Linked DNA regions of Zea mays: region 1 is linked to region 2. The links are chromatin contacts, called in public Hi-C maps. All regions are on one chromosome and are shown on one strand. The core of a region is the stretch at or near the end of the contact, and the rest is flanking DNA. Distances in the headings are between cores, read along the strand shown. Region 1 holds the start of LOC542369 (catalase 1). Region 2 holds the start of LOC103626471 (U-box domain-containing protein 15).

What was found. Hi-C and Micro-C count contacts between places; a contact is called where the count stands out from the background.
Region 1: a contact with region 2 is called in a Hi-C map of ear, with 1.7 times the contacts expected there. The contact joins the promoter of LOC542369 here to the promoter of LOC103626471 in region 2. A contact is called at or near these places in 4 of 25 Hi-C or Micro-C datasets (ear, endosperm, leaf and 1 more).

Annotation. Positions count from the first base shown.
Region 1 is chr5:65,467,207-65,473,723 of Zm-B73-REFERENCE-NAM-5.0, forward strand. LOC542369 (catalase 1) reads left to right here and starts at 3,630. Exons shown (of 8, transcript NM_001254879.2): 1 at 3,630-3,875; 2 at 4,033-4,129; 3 at 5,070-5,347; 4 at 6,043-6,517. The coding sequence starts at 3,861.
Region 2 is chr5:65,254,089-65,260,132 of Zm-B73-REFERENCE-NAM-5.0, forward strand. LOC103626471 (U-box domain-containing protein 15) reads left to right here and starts at 2,410. Exons shown (of 4, transcript XM_008646880.3): 1 at 2,410-2,919; 2 at 3,201-3,317; 3 at 3,406-3,828; 4 at 3,908-5,353. The coding sequence starts at 2,575. The coding sequence ends at 4,948.

The DNA of each region.
Region 1 (6,517 bases), core at 2,380-4,879, 210 kb after region 2:
TATTTATGCCTAAACAAGTGAGTTTGACTTAGAGATAGGAAAATGAATTTGATTTGCAAAAACAAACCAAGTGGTGGCAAAGAATGATCCAAATATGCCAAATTAGAATAAAAAACAATTTGGTCTTCAATTTGAATCGATGTTGCATGTTTTGCATTGCTTTTTGATGTGTTGGCATAAATCACCAAAAAAGGGAGATTGAAAGGGAAATGTGCCCTTGGGCCATTTCTATAATATTTTGGTGATTAAGTGTCCAACACATAGTGAGTGAGATATTATGTGCCAAACAAGCAAAAGGTGCAAATCATGTAACAAGGTACGTTTCTAGACTTAGTACATTGTTTTGAGTACTAACATATATTGTCTAAGTGTTAGAAACAGAGAAAAGAAAAGAAGAAAAGGATTACAAGTAACTTGGCTGTGTACAGCCGAAGTCCAGCTCAGTCTGGTGCACCGGACAGTGTTCGGTGCGCCAGGCTGGCCTCCGGTGAACAGGCCGCTCTCGGGAGAATTTGGAGGTGTACGACTATAATTCACCGGACTGTCCGGTGGTGCACCGGACTGTCCGGTGAGCCAATGGTCGCCAGCGCAACGGTCGGCCGCGCAATCCGTGGGCGACGCGTGGCCCGTGCCAACGGTCGGTAGGAGGCACCGGACTGTCCAATGTGCACCGGACAGTGTCCGGTGCACCAACCGCCACGAATCTGCAAAGGTCGTGTGCGCCAGAATAGGAAAGAGATCGCGCACCGGACATGAACAGTGGCTGTCTGCTGGTGCACTGAACTATCCGGTGCGCCACCCGATAGAAGGCAACTTTGGCTTTCCTTGTTGGTCTCCAACGGCTCCTAGCTGCCTTGGGGCTATAAAAGGGACCCCTAGGCGCATGGAGGAGTCATCCAAGCATTCACTAAGCATTCTAAGTCTCCCAAACTCCGTCTCCGCGCACTTGATCGATTGTGTTAGTGATTTGAGCTCCGTTCTACTTGTGAAACTCTTTATGCTTCATTTTGAGCTCAAGTCTTGACTTGTGTGCGTGTGTGTGCTGCGGATTTGTGTGTGTTGCTCCCCAACCTTACTCTTGTGCTTCTATTGTGATCTTTGTTGTAAGGGCGAGAGACTCCAACTTGTGGAGATTCCTCGCAAACGGGAAAAAGAGATAAGGAAGAAAAACCGTGGTATTCAAGTTGATCATTGGATCACTTGAAAGGGGTTGAGTGCAACCCTCGTCCATTGGGACGCCACAACGTGGAAGTAGGCAAGTGTTACTTGGCCGAACCACGGGATAAAAATCGCGTGTCTCTTGTGTGCTTTACCTTTGATTATCTGTGTTCACAAGAACTCGTTTCAAGCTACTTAGCCATTCTAACTTACATAACAAAGTTTTGTGGCTATTAGTGTTGAATTTTACAGGATCACCTATTCACCCCCTCTAGGTACTCTCAAACCCCCAAACACATTCCAATCGAACCAGTCTACTGTATTTACTTTTCCTGCCCTAAGAGTAGATGTAACGTAGTTCTAGCTGTAGCTTTCCGCATATCCACCTCCATCCCTATTCGACTCTATGTCGTCTAGATCCGTCTTGTGTGGCCTGCCGACCCTAAGACGACCCTAGGATCATACCCCTCCTGAGGGTAAGATCTAGTGGTCCATTCAAGATACTATACCTCAACTATTTTAACCCCTAGGCGACTCTACGTCGTCTGGGGACGTGCCGGGTGGCCTGCTGACCTAGAGCCTCGTGAGAAGGAAGAGGACCCTGCACCATCGTGGATCGTCTGGTCCAAGGCACAGACCGTCCAGAGCGACGCAAGGAAGGAGTCGCCCCTGTAGAAAGGTCGTGTACCGTCCGGCCCAGGGCCGCAGACCGTCCGCGTTGCCGCAGAGGGCACCACCAGGTGGTGCACCTCTAGTGTTTGGTGACCAAATCAATCGGTGCCAACATGATGTGATAGGGGATCTACTGGAGATAGCCTTAGGGCTAGAAACGAGCCAAGTCAAAGCTTGGATTGGCTTGGTGCGGCTCGGTAGCTGATCGAATTTGGCTCGGCTCACCCACTTGGTGAGCTAAAGAATGAGCGAGGCTCGGCTCTCAAGCTACAACTTGATAAATATTATTGCATTATATAGTGAATTAATAGTATATAAATATGGAATATATAATCACCATTCAACATAACGAGTAATTTAAATTATGATTTGTCATTTATCCATTATCAAAGGTTAAAGAACACGATTAATTTAAATTATAATTTGTCATATATCCATCATAAAAGGCTAAAGAGCGAGCCAAATACCTATAAAATTATCTAAAATTCATTATTATTCTGTAGGTTGATTAATTTGATATAGCTCATATAGCCCGTGAGCCAGAATAAGCCACCTCGGCACTAACGAAGCTAAAAGACTAGCTCGACTCGACTTGCTCGCTCGAGGCTCACAAGTCACTCAGAGCAAACTTTTTTTTCTTGCCCTATCTCCCTTGCCAGTCGACTGTGTTTGCCTCCAGACGCGCCGCCCCAACGTCACGCTCGCCAACCCACGAGTTGTTGTCCTCTACTTTACACAAAGAAAGGAGGAAGATGAAGAGTCTAACGTGTGGGGCCAAGGTGTCCACGGGACAAAAAAAGAAGATGAGCTTCTAGGACTGTTAGACTATCTCTAATATTTTATAATACTCATATTCAAACTTTATTCTATGAATAGTGCAGTCTACAGTATAGAACAGTGTAAAACAATTTTTATGAATAAACTTTGCATTACTGCTGAAGTCGGCCTTATCGGGCCACAATTGGCAACCTAGGTGGGTTTCTCGCACCCTACCATAAAGCTACATCAAACTTTTATTTTTAGTACTTGTAGAAATCTCTACTCCGTTAGATTTCGTGTGTCGTGCCTCATGTCACTCACTTCTCGCCTATCAATAGACTACTACACCACAGGTAGATCATGAGAATCTATCCAAACACAATACGACAGAAAGCTTTACATAGTAACAATTCGCTAACCGAAGGATGGGTGGTCGAGCGAGTTATAAAAGGGTCTAGACTCTTTTTTAACTTATATCTTTTTCGGTCTTTTGGCTAAGATAAAATATAATATTTATTCTTATCAGTTTAATATCTAATATGTAGATCATATATTCGTTTTGATATTAAATTTATTTTTATAAATACCAAATATGATTGTGTGTTGTCGCAACCCAGTGACATTGGACTTGTTCTATATCTAAATTGAAGTTGCTCTAAAATAAATCTAGTGCTTTAGACATGATTTGTTTAAAAAGGTAGATCCTTAATTATAGACTATTTTCGTTATCGTCTGCTAGTTTACTTTTAAACTAAATCGGAACAAATAAAAAAAAGACAGATAAAGTACTACCGAAGAGTTTTTCTTTCGCTCCAGCAGCCGTTAAGATTCTGTCTTAGCAAGGAAAGTTTGTGGTAACCACGTACGCAAAACTTCCGGGGTGCAAACTGCAAATGGGTGTTATGTCTGTTCCCCTCGTCTCTGCAAGTAGGCCACCCTCGCCGACGGGCTGAATCATGTAACCAAGAAGTCCACGTGGAGGTGGAAGAGGGCAATATGGACAGCGAGGAGAGCACGAAACCACCGCCGTGCCGTGCAGTGCCATCCTCCCTCCATTGTTTCCCGGCTCTCCGTCCCTTGGGAGTTGGGCCTTGGCATTTCCTTAAGATAAAAAAGGGGGGAAATCGGCTTCCTACTCCCCGTCCTTATCGCCAGCCGAACCGACATTGTTTTCTCCCCCCTTCTCGCCTTCTCCTTCTCCCCCCTAGTCTAGAGGCGTTTGCTCCCCAATCCCTTCGGCCCGCCCGCTCGACGTGATCCCACCGGCAGCCATGGATCCATACAAGGTGCTTTTTTTTCGATTTAGAATTCTTTCTTCATCGATTTTGCCCTATGTGCTAGATCCTCAAATCAATTCCGCATCTTGTTTCCGCCCTTGATTGATGCATTCGCTCGTCTGACTTGATTGATGCGCTCGATCTGGGGGACTCTTCGTTCTTGCAGCACCGCCCGTCTAGTGGGAGCAACTCCAGCTTCTGGACCACCAACTCCGGCGCCCCCGTCTGGAACAACAACTCTGCCCTCACCGTCGGACAGCGAGGTCAGACCACAACCCCTCTCTCTGTTTATCCTGTAGCTGACATGCTGCTGCCTTCATTTGTCTCGTCTCTCCATCCCGGTTTCATTTTCCCTTGCACGATCCTGTATGTACTCACTATGTATGTAGCATATATGTTCTTGATTTGTGCGAGACCCATCCGAGGCATAAATGATCTGTTCTAGCTTTGCTTTGAGGCCTATTATTGCACCGTGGAAGCCAGAGGATTTCGCTTCCCATCCATTCAAAGCTTGCATCTTGATGTGCTTTTAATTAATTTCCAGTGACTAATTTTGCCTGCTCTGTACATGCGGGTTGTCGTTGATTCACCTGTCCGAATATCGTCAATGAATTTGAGACTTGCCCAAAGGACTTATTCCTTGTATCAGCTGTAAGGTGAAGCTTTTGTCCTGATATTTTTGCCAGTCGCTGTCGAACCATTACGTTACTTAAGGGAAAGAAAGCACATTCCCGGTACGAAATGCCATCATGGAGTCATAGTGATAATCCTAGGTGAGGGACACTTGGAGAGTAGTAAAGTCAGCGGAGGGTAATCACAGTTAATTGTTACTGATACAGTGTGTTTACTTTCGATGGTTACCTGGGGTAGGTTAAATCACTGCTGGAAACCTTAATCCTTGGTTCTTCTTTGTTCAGAATGTATGACCGAGCTTTGAAAGTGATTGCAAGCCCTGTTTGGCTCTTCTGAATGTCATTGTCAATTTGCCACAAAAAGTGTCCATCAATTGCAGGAACAGGATACATACAATATGCCTATCTGAAACCAATATGTTTCTATCAGAGTATATATGTCAGAAATATGAGAAGCCTTTTGTTTTAGGAGTTTGTTTTATTGTATAGTACCTGCTTCACTTTCTGTTTTGGTGTTATTAGCTAACAATTGCTGATATATTGTTCCACACGATGTGTTTTTCTTTGACAGGTCCAATCCTCCTTGAGGATTATCATCTAATCGAAAAGCTTGCTCAGTTCGACAGAGAACGTATCCCTGAACGTGTTGTGCATGCACGGGGAGCCAGTGCCAAGGGTTTCTTTGAGGTCACTCATGATGTCTCTCACCTTACATGTGCTGATTTTCTCCGTGCTCCTGGGGTCCAGACACCTGTTATTGTCCGTTTCTCTACAGTTGTGCATGAGCGTGGAAGCCCTGAGACCTTGAGGGATCCACGTGGTTTTGCTGTCAAGTTCTACACCAGAGAGGTACTGAGGATAAATTTTAACTCGCCTCCTAGGGGAAAGAGATACATGTCTTAACTGTTCTATTTTTTTTTGTTATGTCTTAAAAAGAAACATTCTTTTTTAGAACCGTTGTGAGTTATATGATACATCTTGGCAAGTACTTTTCTGTCAATGTATGTTGTATGCATTCATGAAAGCATGTAATATCAAACGTTTAGCTGATTTCAACTATTGCTTAGTGATGTGTACTTTAGCCCTGTAGATGGTCCTTGACATGAGCTGTTATTCAGACGAAATGATGTCTCTAGGTCATTTTTCTCATAGGAATGAACTGTATCTTTCTTTTTTCTGTAATTGAAACTTAAGTTACCTCCTCCTGTTTAAGTTGACCTTTGACCTTGCCATGATGAACTTCTTTTTATGAAATTAAATTCTGATTACCTATTTGTGACGCAGATATAAGTGCCTTTTGCTTAAAAGAACAGTACTCTGGGGCACCATAATGTGCGGTTTGTGTCCAGTATCAGTATAATCAAAGATATTTCATAACTGAATCCATCTCTGTCCAGTTTCCCCTACATATTGTTGCGCTGTTTGTTTACATTCTTTTACAAATTGTTGGATGCCTTCAAGTGACCCAATTTTTAGAACACTTTATTGACCTTTTTATATCCAGAGGGATAGTATCTTATGGTTTTCTTCATGCGTTTTTTCAGGGTAACTTTGACCTCGTGGGTAACAACATGCCTGTGTTTTTCATACGAGATGGGATGAAATTCCCTGACATGGTCCACGCTTTCAAGCCGAATCCAAAGACCAATTTGCAGGAGAACTGGAGAATAGTAGATTTCTTCTCTCACCACCCAGAGAGCCTACACATGTTCACCTTCCTCTTTGACGATGTTGGCATCCCACTCAACTACAGGCACATGGAGGGCTTTGGTGTCAATACCTACACCTTGATCAACAGGGATGGAAAGCCTCACCTTGTGAAATTCCATTGGAAGCCTACTTGTGGTGTGAAATGCTTGCTCGACAATGAAGCTGTGACTGTTGGAGGCACCTGCCACAGCCATGCGACGAAGGATCTATATGATTCCATCGCAGCTGGGAATTACCCTGAATGGAAGCTCTACATCCAGACTATTGATCTTGACCATGAGGATAAGTTTGACTTTGACCCGCTCGATG
Region 2 (6,044 bases), core at 1,160-3,659:
AAGGAGTCCTTATCGATATGTTGACGAAATAGTAGTCGACCACACACGGGCAGCCCAAGCGAATGGTGAAGCTCCAACGACAAATTCCACGCACCTCGAACACTCTCACATCTCTCGGACGCCATGTATAGCTTCCTCCGTCTTCGATGAATCCTCCCGGTCACTCACCAAGTTCCGAACTATGGCGTGGGCGGTCCATCGATATAGCGGCTTCCATCTCTCTTCTCTCTGCTCGACCATGGCGAGACTCTCGGCATGGATGGTGGCTGGACTCGTGGTTATGTGGTTTTGTTTGTTCATTTTCACGAGCGAGGCCTCGCTTTTCCCCCTTCACACTTTTGTCGCAATTCTTTTTGATTATATGTAGGTGCAGCTTCATTACCTGAATCTAAAGGGGATTCAACATATCGCTGCCTTTATCACCTTGTGTGAAGGGTATCTGGGCATCGAGCCCAATTTTGACTTATGGCAATATTTTTCTGTGTCAAGTTGCTATGGAAAAGGGATGAGCAAAAAATGACATAAGCGTGGCTGATCGGGTGCGCGAGTACCCATCTCCGCAATGGGGGGTCGCACGAATACATCACGATTCCACTTTCCTTGTCCAACAAGGGCTGTCATCAATAATGGTTTTATTTATGGGTCACGGGTCAAGGGGCCTTACCGGTCATGGCTTCCTAGCTTCGATTTTTGGATAGGTTTTGTTCTAGGAATTTATTTGTGGCGTAGTTTAGAGCGAAGTTTTTAGAAGTCCTAATTCAACCCCCTCTTTGGCGTCTCGATTCCTTTCACTCTTGTTTTCATTTGGCTATACATTTGAGCACTTCTTTGACTTAGAGAAACATATTCTCAATTTATCCAAACACTCTAAGTCATAGGTATTGATCATTTTGATCCCTTTTAATCCATATGCTCATTTCTACTCAACTTTTCCAAACTTAGCTCCTGGAACCCCTTTTCGCATTCCTAAACTTTCTAGCCACTTCCGAAGGTTCCAAAATTTCTTAGGGCATCTTATAACTCATCCAAACACTTGAACCACTCAAGGTTCCTCTTTTCCAAATTATGCCCTTTCTAACTAAGTTTTGGACTATTGTTCATATTGAATCTTCTGTTCTTATTCTTATGAACCTGCAACCATTCACTTAGCAAACTAGTTAGTCCATAATATTGTGAGTGGTTATCAAACTCTAAAGCAATTATAGTAATGGCTCAAAGTTCAGTTCCCTTTGACACATGCTATAACTGACTGACCAGCAAAAGAGGGGGTGAGGGTAATGGAAGGGTTATAAGTACTACGACCGACAATGTGGTCACTAAAGGCCAAGGGGCAGTAGACAAGGTGTCAATAGTAGATGTGGTGGAGATTTGGGTTAGGATTTCATATCCGATGGGCTTAGAGGGGTAGAGATATAGTTGGCTTGGCACTTGTGATGATTGCAAGTGAGACGATTGGGGCAAAGCTTTATTGTCTTCCAACTAAAGGAGAGTAGAGTGGGGGCGGTGGGGGTGAATAGTTGATGGTGCAACCAATAACGACAACAACAGAGGAGTAAAAATAGGGAGATAAGAAAAGAAAATGAAGTAAAAACCCAACACACATAGAAAGAGACCCCTTCTCGAATGTATCTCTAGTTCAAAATAAGTTTTCTTAATTTAAAATGATAAATATAAATTAAAGATCCCCTTCTCTAATATTTTTATAATTCAAAATAAGATCCCTTAATTTAAAATGACAAATGTAAATTTGCGAGACGTTCTCGCCACCAACCCATGCTATATGGTGGCAACAATGCAAAAGGCACCATGCCCCTATCGGTGGCGTGGGCCTCTTCGGCCATTGGTTCTCTGGGATCATCGTTGGTGGTGACAACTATCCCTCTTTGTTGCCCCGCTCCAATGGCTAGCACCTCAATTCAATGGGCTGGAACCTTAACCTGACGACCTAGCTCCTTGATCTGTTGGACCATAAGTTGGTTCTGATGGACAAAAGTCGAACCAAACATGCTATATATCACTAAGATAGACCTTATTTAAATGGAATACCACTGTCTGCCTACGCGGGCACATCACTAGTGTATGAGTATACTTATCTAAATAGACCAGACTTGCAGAGCGGCTCGTGGCCCGCCACGATTTTGGTCGGTCCGAGCACGACATGGGTGGGCGTTTTTTTCACCTATTTTCCATAAAAATCTCTATATTATACTTGAGTGTAGAGTATAAAATATAAAAACATATGTGTTCTAGTGGTTAAGTGGTTGTGAATGTGGGTTTAGAGCCAACAACTATGATCTACTGTTCAAACCTGGTTATATGGGAAACGCACAACGAAGCAGCTGCATTATTATATTAGTAAAGATAAAGATAAAAGAAAAGATGTATGCATAGGGTTTGCTCACATTTGCTAATTTTGGGAGTTCTGGAATGACAGCCCGCCCTTGAGGGGCCCCTCCCCTGGAATTCAGGTCAGCCCGCGAAAAGCCTTCTTCCTCCACCGCTACTCCTCCCGTTTGTTTGCCATTCCCTTCCCTGGAGGATTCAGCGCACACCATCTATCACATCGACCGATCCATGCTGCCGTGGTCCATCTTTCCGCGACAGGCTCCCGGGGGCGACTCGGAGCCTGAGCCAGAGGCGTACCCGTCCGAACAGCTGTCGGACGAGGCCCTGGTGGAGGACCTCCTCGCCGCCCTCGCCGCCGCGCGGTCATTCCAGGAGTTCCGCCGCTCGCAGCGCAAGGAGTCATTCGGTCTCCAGCGCTGGCTCCAGCTCGTGCTCCCGCTCATCCAGGAGATCCGCGAGATCGCGCCGTCCCTCAGTGATGACGCCTACCGCCGCCTCGCCCTCCTCGGTCGTGCATTCCACGCTGCTCGCCGGCTCCTCCGCTGCTGCCACGACGGCAGCAAGATCTTCCTGGTAATAATAGAGTGGGGTGCCATTTCCTTCTTCTTGGGGGCATCCGAAGTGGAACTGTGCTGCCATTTTCATTACTCTTGTTCATGGCCTGTTTCAAAGATTGTAAATATACAGTTTACATTTTTTTAATAATCTATGTTGTTTGTTTGCCTCTTAACTTATTTAAGCTGGATTATATAATATATAAGGGCCTTACTATTACCTCGCGTCTGTCAGTCTATGCCATGTGCTGACAAGAAAAGATTGCATTTTGAATGATGATCTTGTCCTAAAAATTTCAGTCTTTGGAGAGCGAGGCTGTGCTCGGGCGGTTCAGGGCCGTGTATGAGAAGATGAATCTTGCATTGGATGGGATGCCTTACTCTGAGATTGGCATCTCCGATGAAGTCAAGGAACAGGTAATGTGCGTGTGTTATGTCATTATGTGCCAACATTTTGGTAAAATGGAATATCTGACGCAAACCGCAACTGCTTCGGTGATTTCAGGTTGAGCTCATCAATGCGCAACTGAAGAGGTGCAAGAAGAGAAGTGATACCCAGGACATGGAACTCTCCATGGATTTTATGATGATACTCCAGAACAAGGACGGGAATGCAGATAGAGCTATATTGGAAAGGCTAGCCAAGAAGCTCGAGCTGCAAAGCCTGGCGGATTTGAGAGCGGAGACTATGGCCATTAAAAAGCTCATCAACGAGAGGAATGGCCAGCAACCAGAAAGCACCAAGCACATAATAGAACTCCTCAACAAGTTCAAGGAGATTGCAGGCATCGACGAGAAGAACATCCTTGGGGATGTCTCCATACCAAAATATCTGGAGAAATGCCCGTCTTTGATGATCCCAAATGAATTCCTATGTCCAATATCGCTGGAGATCATGACTGACCCTGTCATCATCGCGAGCGGGAGGGTATGCCCATTCATGACATGTTCCCTGATTGCAAAGTGGGATTTATTGTCTCACAATCCATATTTCACCTGATTTGCAGACTTATGAGAGAAGAAGTATCAAGAAGTGGCTCGATGCTGGCCAGCGGACCTGCCCAAAGACGCAGCAACCATTAGCTCATCTTTCACTGGCACCAAACTTTGCGGTGAAAAACTTGATCTTGCAGTGGTGTGAAAAGAATAAAGTTGAGATCCAGAAGGGAGAATCCGAGCCTGTAGCTGAACAGGAAGATCGCAAAGAAGACATTCCAAAGCTGGTGAAGGATCTGTCGTCTGTTCATCTCGATGTGCAGCGGAAGGCTGCCGAGAAGATTCGGGCACTTTCCAAAGAAAACCCAGAGAATAGAGCACTGGTCATTGAGAATGGTGGGCTCCCTGCTCTTATTAGCTTGGTGTCCTATCCAGATAAGAAGATTCAGGAGAACACTGTGACTGCACTGCTAAACTTATCGATTGATGAGGCCAGCAAAGTTCTGATAGCTAAAGGAGGAGCCTTACCTTTGATCATTGAAGTCCTTAAAAATGGCAGCATTGAAGGTCAGGAGAACTCAGCAGCGACATTGTTCAGTTTGTCTATGATAGACGAGAACAAGGCGGCTATAGGGGTTTTGGGTGGTATAGCTCCTCTTGTGGACCTCTTAAGGGATGGGACAATCAGAGGCAAGAAAGATGCTGCTACAGCACTTTTCAATCTGATACTGAACCATCCAAACAAATTTAGGGCTATTGAAGCAGGAATCATGGCTGCTTTGCTGAAAATACTTGGCGACAAGAAACTAGACATGATAGACGAAGCACTGTCCATTTTTCTCCTCCTGGCATCACATCCTGGTTGTCGAAGTGAAGTGGGGACAACGTCTTTTGTTGAGATTCTTGTTCAGATCACAAAGGAAGGGACTCCCAAGAACAAGGAGTGTGCACTATCTGTTCTGCTCGAGCTAGGTCTTCATAACAACTCCCTTATGGCGCACGCACTTGGATTGGGTCTGCAAGAACATCTGTCTGATATTGCAAAGTCGGGTACAAGTAGAGCGCAGAGGAAAGCCAACTCTTTGATTCAGCTTTCTCGCAAGGGTCCATAAGGGAGTAAATGAAAACAAAACACCCTGATGATTTTGCACAAATATACATGTAAACCAAATTACTGAAAAAAGGAGGGGGAGATGAGGTTTCAAAAGAACATCTGTGTTGTGATGTCTGTCATTAAGATGAGAGGATGATGGCATTAAGGAAGAAACCATTCTTTTTTTTTCGAATTTACAGGAGAGATCTAGGCTTTATTAGGCGCTCAGGCTCTTTGCTCCCGCCATGAAACCACAGTATATTGTAACATTGAATTAGTAGACAGGTCTGTTCGTCCTCAAGAGAAATGAAAGAAACATGAGGTAATTCATTTCTTCACGCAGAATTTTGTTGTAATTCTTATATGGTAAAAATATAGAAGCATGTTGATAGAGTGTCAAAAAAAGAGAACTTGTTGTTGATGATGATGCCTGCCCTCTAGAATGCACAAAGAGAGGCAAATGTACTCTTCTTATAACATCTCATATTCAGCAATCCAATATAAGATAATCCACTATACAACATAAGACATTGGGTATTAGGTTGTGTCCATCAGATCGTGTATATAGTCATGTAAAACACTATTTTGTACTGTATATCATAGTATTTATAAAGTGGAGTTTGAAATATGAAGTGAGATAGAAAATACGATAGGAGAGCTACTGGAGAAAGCCTTAAACTATTTAGCGACCTAAATCTGTCTAAATTGTTGTCTTACGTTTCGAGTTTGGTTTTCTATTGAAGCCTACCAAACCTTATTTGAGATAACTCTCTAGTAAAATTACCGATCAGCAGACATCCACAACAAGCTATAGTAAACCTTGCCTAAGAACCTATCAGATTTATGTTTAGTAATAAAGCAAGGTAAGACTATCTTTAACAGACTCTATATCTTACTTTCTATCTCACCTTCTATTTTAAACTTCACTTTGTAAATAGTATAATCTACAGTATTTTGCACGGCCGTTTAGACGACCTACTAGAGATGGCCTAAGGTGAACCGTCTAAGAGACGACCACTCTTATGATTAGTATAGTAAGGGGAAAAATCAAACTTAGCATGTAGTCATGATCCATTTTGAAATGGCTCAATATTGTGTGTGTTATGGAGTAATCG